Linked DNA regions of Hordeum vulgare: region 1 is linked to region 2. Evidence: chromatin contacts called from public Hi-C data. All regions are on one chromosome and are shown on one strand. Each heading gives the region's core, a stretch centred on a gene start, on an enhancer-like site or on the middle of the called end of the contact. The rest is flanking DNA. Distances are from core to core; before and after follow the strand shown. Region 1 holds the start of LOC123443104 (MADS-box transcription factor 3-like). Region 2 holds the start of LOC123443103.

Evidence for each region. Hi-C and Micro-C count contacts between places; a contact is called where the count stands out from the background.
Region 1: a Hi-C map of an unstated tissue shows a contact between it and region 2, with 6 times the contacts expected there. The contact joins the promoter of LOC123443104 here to the promoter of LOC123443103 in region 2. A contact is called at or near these places in 4 of 6 Hi-C or Micro-C datasets (leaf, seedling and an unstated tissue).

The regions. Positions count from the first base shown.
Region 1 is chr3H:93,100,653-93,104,675 of MorexV3_pseudomolecules_assembly, reverse strand. LOC123443104 (MADS-box transcription factor 3-like) reads right to left here and starts at 1,257. Exons shown (of 10, transcript XM_045119364.1): 1 at 1,097-1,257; 2 at 431-708. The coding sequence starts at 1,111.
Region 2 is chr3H:92,307,629-92,311,357 of MorexV3_pseudomolecules_assembly, reverse strand. LOC123443103 reads right to left here and starts at 2,285. Exons shown (of 3, transcript XM_045119362.1): 1 at 2,122-2,285; 2 at 1,596-2,028. The coding sequence starts at 2,147.

The DNA.
Region 1 (4,023 bases), core at 8-2,507, 790 kb before region 2:
GGAAAGCAGCAAAGAACCACAGCAAGCTGCATATGCTTGCCTCAGTCACAAAAGAAACAACTGCTGCAATTTCTTTCCCCCTCAGCAACACCAGAATAAACAAGACAGTTAATAACGGAAGGGAGTAACAAAAGATGCAGCTCCCATTTGACCTTCCCAACTCTTTGCCCCAAGAAAGCCAGGAGCAAACTTGCTCCAATTTGGACAAGAAACTGAGAGGATAAATAATAAAAGAAGACACAAACACGGCAGTAGTAGTAGGATCTGAGGTATGTGCGTGCTATGCTATGCATATGCATGCCTTTCTTGGTGCTATAAACATATGCCATGTAGATGTATCATGTATGCATACACACATCCATCCATATACACTTTGTGTAACCTGAGAGAGCTGAGGGAGGGATGACAGTTTGTCTGGTCTTGGTCGTACCTGTTGTTTGAGTACTCGTAGAGGCGGCCGCGGCTGGAGAAGACGACGAGGGCGACCTCGGCGTCACAGAGCACCGAGAGCTCGTACGCCTTCTTGAGGAGGCCGTTGCGGCGCTTGCAGAAGGTGACCTGCCGGTTGGTGGTGTTCTCGATGCGCTTGATCTCGATCCGGCCCCTCCCCATCTTCTCGCTCCCCGCCACCGCCGACTCCTCCGGAGCCGGAGCCGTCAGCTGATGATCATTCACGGTCACACCGGAAGCTCCGCAGCTCAAATCGGCCTGAAAAAACCAAACGACAGAACAAAGATTAACAAATAGTGGAAGCTGGAAACATATCGAACAAATCAAGAACTGCTCATGGCATCTGCGCTATCTAGCTAGCTTTATTGTTGGGCAGGCTCTTCCGCTGTGTATCATCAAAAGGAAACTCGGCTATTTTTTCTCTTCCTTTTTTAATTTGTGGTGGTGATCTCCAAAGATCAGAGGGATCTTCGGCCCTGTATCTCGCTCTTTCCTGCCCCTCTCCCTCTCTAGTTAAATCCTCGCCGTGTAGCAGGCAGATTCTACTCGCAAGTCGCAACATACATGAACACAGATTGTGCAAAAGGAAAATAAAGGAAGCTATATATATATTCCCAAAGACCATGGCCAAGAAGAAGCAAATTACCATCATGCTCATCATGGATGCTACGGAAGGAGGATCTCTCTACGTCCCTCTGTGAGCTAGCTAGCAGGCTGGAGGGAGAGATCCAGAGAGGAAAAGAGGAATGTAGTGTGGGATAGGCAGGACGAGGAGGAGGAGGAGGAGAGGTATTAAAGGGAGGTGGTGGGGAGGGAGGGAAGAGGGGGCGAAGATATGCAGTTAGCAGGAGATGATGTGGCCAATTCCTATGGCTCTTGGTGTTTGTTTTTTCTTACTTCACTTTTTAGGTTTACTAATTCCTCCCTTCCCTCGTGTAAGTTTGTCCATATCCACACTATTTAAAATCAGCATGTAAACTCTGTAACTTGGGAGTATACTCGGAACCAACCCACAGGATTCAAGTTCTTCACCTGGCACATTGGTGCTCGTATTTTTCTGTATTTATTTTAGACTTGTCACACAATTTTCGTTCAGTGAAAGGAATTTGTATAGGTATACACTTGTTAATTGCCCCCGAAACTTGATGCATTTTTTTTAACCTCCGGGACCCCAAACGGTTAGCGGCAGAACAAAACATTGTTTTGGGTTTCTTCCTTTCACATATCTCTTTTTCTAGGGGATCCTTTCATAAATATATCTATGTATGTGATTTTAGAAGGAAACAGGTGGATGTGATTTATTCAGTTCTTCAGCAAAACAACTTGCGTTTAATTACTTTGCACGTTAGTGGAATCATTCGGATTAATTTTTTGTAGGTTATCTACAAGGCTACTACTTGGATCCCGTACATGATCGTTACGTACACCTGCAGAAGCCAAGGAGTCTTTGGTTACTGGGTCTATCTAATGAAAGATGATAGTACGGAATATTTACAATCAATTTGGATGGAGGTCCAATAATAGGCTAGTTGTTTAGTCATCTGGTCCTATTTTTATTGGTTGTGACATTTTACACTATTTTTTGTTACTTTCATTTCAGCTCTCACTGAGCATGTACTGGACCACAGGTATTTGCAGATATTTTGCTTAATAATATGGCTACACATGCACCACGCTGATGTAGAGGCCAGAGGTTATCCTCTTTTTTCGAAAAAGTGGAATCAGTGACTAATTGACTACCGAGTGCGTCGTTTTTTGCTCGAGGTTTTTCATGGGATACTCAGACAAAGCAGAACAACCACGCTCGACAAATCATGGATATGCCGCTCAACAAAGACAAGGCAGTCAACTAATCTAGGCAAGGCACTCAATGAACCGTGACACCCGGCAAAGCCAATGCCACGTGTCCCAACCCACCACAGAACGACACGGTGAAGGTATGGCGGAGTTTGTTGAGTGTCGTCTGACGGCAAACATAGTATTTTTATTCCTTTTGAAATGGAACCGAACATCCAACAAACAATGAGAGTTTTAGGCATGGCAGGTCGAACGTTTTTATGGTAAATTATGTTTATCGAGGGTGGCAACTTTAGTTTGCGAGCATGACAAATCCGTCTAAGATCGTTTTTTGCCAGGAAATTACCGTGTACGCCAACTAAATTTGTATTCCTCGCGTCAATATAAATTGCCATGAAAAACATTCAATTTGCCATGCCTAAAAAGGTCACGTCAGATTTTTAGCCTTTAGATTTTTGAAATACATAAACTATTTGCCGAGCACTCGACATATAACACTTTGCCATGCTCCTGTTTGCCGAATTTTGGTGGAATTGACGACCATATTAATTATTTTACTTTGTTCAGTAATGTCCCATATGACTAGCAAGTTTTTTACTGGTCAGAATGGACAGACATATGGAGACGAGTCAATGCGTGCCCTATCCCCATGTGACACCGCACAAGCACTGTTCCATTTCAGTTTGCCACACAGGATGCAGATATGTATAACCCAGCAACCTCCTATTTACTCAGTGCTCCATTCAGTTGCCCCACTCATGCATGGGGCCCTAGCTTGCTAGCTGCCCAACACCATCTCCCCACATAATGTGATCGATGTATCATATGCTTCCTGCCCACATGTAATGCACCGGCGTCTTATTCATGACAAATGCCCTGGGGCGCCACACCTGCCCGGCGACGACGATTCCATACATCGCCGAAAGCCGATGATCTATCTAGACCTCTATTACTTGCTGCAACTCAGGGTGGTTCGTGCATGCCATATTTAATTTGTGGTATTTATATATATATATGTGTACTGTCATGCGCAAAACTGTTGTGCGGTTTGGTGAAGATCTTTGCTTCTAAGGTAGTACTCTCAGAAGGTGATACATTTCCGATTCAGTTGATGAAGCAAGAATGCATTTTGTTGGAGAAGCCGTGGAATTGTAAGCATGGCTTCTTTTGGCGCGGTTGTCTGCCTACTTTTATGTAGAGCCACCTTTCCTGGGTATGCATAAGGAGAATGGGTACATGGAGACAGTTAGAGAAGTGGCCAAGGACTAGTATTCGGCAAAAAAGCAGACTGTGATTTTGTTTTTGCAAGAATTCTTGCCACAGTCTCATGCTACTAGATCCTTCGTTGCTGTATTCGACAATGAAGCCAGTAAAAACAATATATAGAACTTAAACAAATCAGTGGCACCTAATTTATGTCTAGTCGATTAATTCAAGACGATTTCTGAAGTTCAATCCTTGTAGTTCAAAGCATTAGGATATCTCTAGCTTAATTTGAACAGCAAGAGAAGAAGAAGAAAAACAATTCTGTGTGGTGGAACAGTTATTGGAACAGATCAGCTTACTTGCAAGTGTAATCAGAAAAGGTTGTCCTTCTACATTTGGCACTGGACAAAAGGACTGAAAAGATCTGATTGAACCACGGTGATAAGAAACCTCAACGTCCAATCGAGCATTGGGGATGGGGTGGTTGATCTGTGCACACATCCGTGTGATATATTGATGAGAGGTGCCCATGAAAGATAGGTTTGGGCTCACATGTATGTGTTCCACCTA
Region 2 (3,729 bases), core at 1,036-3,535:
AAAAGAGTCTGATAGGGTGCATTGGAAGCTTACGAATAGCGGAATATTTACTGTCAAATCAATGTATCTGAATCTTATTGATACAACTAGCATCGCCAAGTCTATGAATATTTGGAGAGTCAAGATACTCTTAAGGATCAAAGTCTTCATGTGATTTGTGCACAAGAATGTGATTCTAACTAAGGATAATTTAGCTATACGTAATTGGGGGGTACACTACGTAGCTTCTGTGATAATGAGGAGAACATTAAACACCTCTTTCTCCGATGTCCACTTGCAAGAATTCTTTGGCAGACGATTCGTATAGCCTTTAATATTATGCCTTCGGATAGCATGGACACGTTATTTGGAACGTGGCTAGATGGAGTTGACACGATTATTGTTAGACACATCCGTATTGAAGTTTGTGCACTTCTTTGGGCTATATGGAACTGTAGGAATAATGTGGTTTTTAACACATACGTATATAAATTTTTTGCAAGTACTACACAAAGCTGCTACTGTAGTCCCCAAAACAGTACAATAATAGACTATGGAATATGGATCCTGTCAAGCAATACTAGATTATGGATCATGTGAAGCATATTGGGAACCACCACCCTCTTCGAAACATTGCTTGGATGCATGCTTAACAGTTGTATTAAGAACGGCTATCATTAGCATATAATAAGACAGGTCGATACATAAGCCACTTATCCAAGAGAAATGCAGCAGATATCAATGAAGTACAAACTCCCGCTCCACGTCCCCGTCCTATGATAATCCCACGTGTATGAGCCTTGACCCGACTGAAATCCGGAGGAGGGAGACCAAGTAGGCACCTCGCAACTCACCGTGCATGGTGTTGGAAGGCAACATATATACATGTACTAAAAGATAAGGTACATCTATGCTGCAGTACCAGCTAGCCTGTCTAGGGTACACTACCACTAGTGGTTTGATTTCGTGGTCATCATATATTTCTACCGGATTCTTGTTGATTATTGGCGGTCATAATATAATCCTCAGTTCCTCACACGAATGTCACTTTCCCTGACTTGGACTAATCGACCAAAGTCCACAAATTAAGCATGCAATAACAATATTTCCACATATAGATAGTAAAGAAGTAGCAAATGTACCAAGAAAACACAATGATCGTTCTAATTTTAGCAGTTAGCACAAGCCCCGTATAGGCTTTGCCAGAAAATCGTCATGCACCTGCCAGCAATTGACGGACTAACTATGCAGATTTGGAACTGGGATCGGCACATCTATACAGAATCGTTGCATAAAATATCCTGCGAGGCCATGCGTCGGTCCCATGTATATAGAACCACAACTAATTGGCCACACAAAATGTATCCACAAATAGCAATCACATTATCTGCAAATACTACTAATAGCGTGGTAATAAGACAACCAAAATCTAATAACATGGAGCTAGCAAGCATCTAACCATCTTCCTACTGTCCAGCAAATCAATCAAAACCTGAACCGACCATTCCATCAATTCTTAGCAGGTAAAAATAAATAAAAATACGTGGGAATAATAGCAGACGTGGTATCATTGCATTGGCACACAGCGAAGACTTGGGTTGGGCTGGACCACGTACCTTTCTGCCAGCGAAATTCCCCTCGGGCTCTCGGCCTCCGCTGCTCTCCGGCGCGGCAGCCGCTACCGCCGTCTCGTCCTCTTCTTGGCGTTTCCTCTTTCGCTTCTTCTCCTCCTTGGCCCGCCTCGCGATCGCGCGCAGGGCCTCGTCGCCGTCGACCTCCGTTTGCTCTTTGCATCCGGTATCACTGGCAGGGGGCAGAGCCAAGGGAGGTGACGCGGCGAAGAGGTCCGAAAGGGATCGCTTCTTCGGCGGCTTGGCCTTCGCTGGCGCCCTCCTCGGGGACCCCGCAGGAGCTGCAGCTGCCAAGGTGGAGGCGACCTCGTCCGCCCACCACCGGCACCTCGGCGCCCTGAGAGGAGGGAGATCCTCGATTCCAAAGAGACGCCGCCCCTCCGCTGCCGTCCCGCCCCTCATGCTCGCCGCATACTCCCTTCGGACAGATCACGGACGGAGATCAGGAAAAGGTAAACACAAACACAACTACCGTAATACCGACGAGATGGCGCGGTGCCTCAACACGAACCTGATGGAGAACGCGGCGGCGGCCATGGACGCGGGGTCTACGCGCTTCCTCGGCGCAAATCTGCGTCCGATTTCGCACCGGGTTTGGTGATTTGGGGGGAGAGGAGAAGGAGTAGACTCGAAGGAAGGAAGGGGAGAGGAAAGGGGTGGGTGCAGGGAAAGGCAGCTAAGTATTTAAAGGATGGCGATTACCGTATGGTATTTAATATTCGAGGTGGCCTTCGATGAGATCGATGCGAATATTTTACTTTTTTCCCGCTCTTCCCACCTCTTATTTTGGGTACAATTTATTGATTTTTCAGCAGTTAATGTCCTGGCTGGCATCGGTGTCGTGCCCGGTGGCCAATATCTATTTACTGCTGCAGACAGCGACCGGTGATGGACAGCGGACAATTTGTTTTGCTTTATTTTATTTTTGTGTCTGTATGGCAGGTAAACTTGCACTATCACGGTCTTCGGTTCGCCGGAGGGCGTCATCATGTGATAACGACTGTTGCGCGGTGGGGCCGCACAACTCAGCCCCCCTATACCCCATTCAAGCAACACATGTGAATTTCTGTTTTCTTTCAAAAGTACAATCTTAGCTGTTTATAGGGCTATATGCATGGTTATTCTTTTTTTTTATTTGCTCGTTTTGGAAATGAGGCTCAAAAAGGCAATCCTAAATTAAAACGTGTAAATGTGATGGTTGGCTACATGTGTTAGTAGTGTCTTAGACTATGTTTTTGTATTTTGTGCTCATCCACAAACGCATAATCGGTATAGTTTTGCAATTTGTTTGTTTGAGAAAGAGGCTTAAAAGCTGATCCTAAAGTTAAAAGGAGTAAATATGATAGTTCGCTAGGTGTCGTTACTGTTTACTACTATAGTTCAATTTTCGAACACGTGCGAAAACTTATATGGTCCAGTTAACCACATATGTTGGCATGCACACTACGCACGCTAACACAAGAAACGGTGATTTTGTGTTATTCTTCATATGAACACATATATATTATAATTGGGGATATGTGATGGCACTAACCAGGCTTGGCCCATCCTGTCGATGAAACAGAACATCCAATTTGCAGGGCCCGCTAAGTACTAGCTCTTCAGCCCATTAGGCGTGATAACCCCTAGCCTCAAATTTTTCCTTCGAAAAACCTTCAGTTCCCTCAGGTTCCTAAGCTGGTTTTTATCTACCCCTCGGGACAAATTCGTACATAAGGCATAGGCCCACTAAAAAACATCCCTACCAAATTTGTACATTTTTCTCTTCACGAATTTGACTTTGACGCCCCCATGCCATTGTCTCGATGTGATCGGCCTAAGTAGCTAGCATACATGTGTGACTCGGCGTCTCACCCTCACAAATCTCCCTCCATCCCTAGTCAGTAATTCGACGTCCATTGCATAAGGCCATGAATTCCGCAGTCTGCATGGTGTGCCCTCCTTCTAATTCCTCTAATTACCAGTATGCGTATGGGATCATCCCCTGGCACTTAAACGCCATGTAATGTATACTTATTAATTTAATTAATCATAGAAAGGGAAATCGAATTTAGAAGTAATAGGGACCAAAGAATACCAAAGGGAAAGTTCAAGTCTTGCCTCATTTTAGTTCAAAACA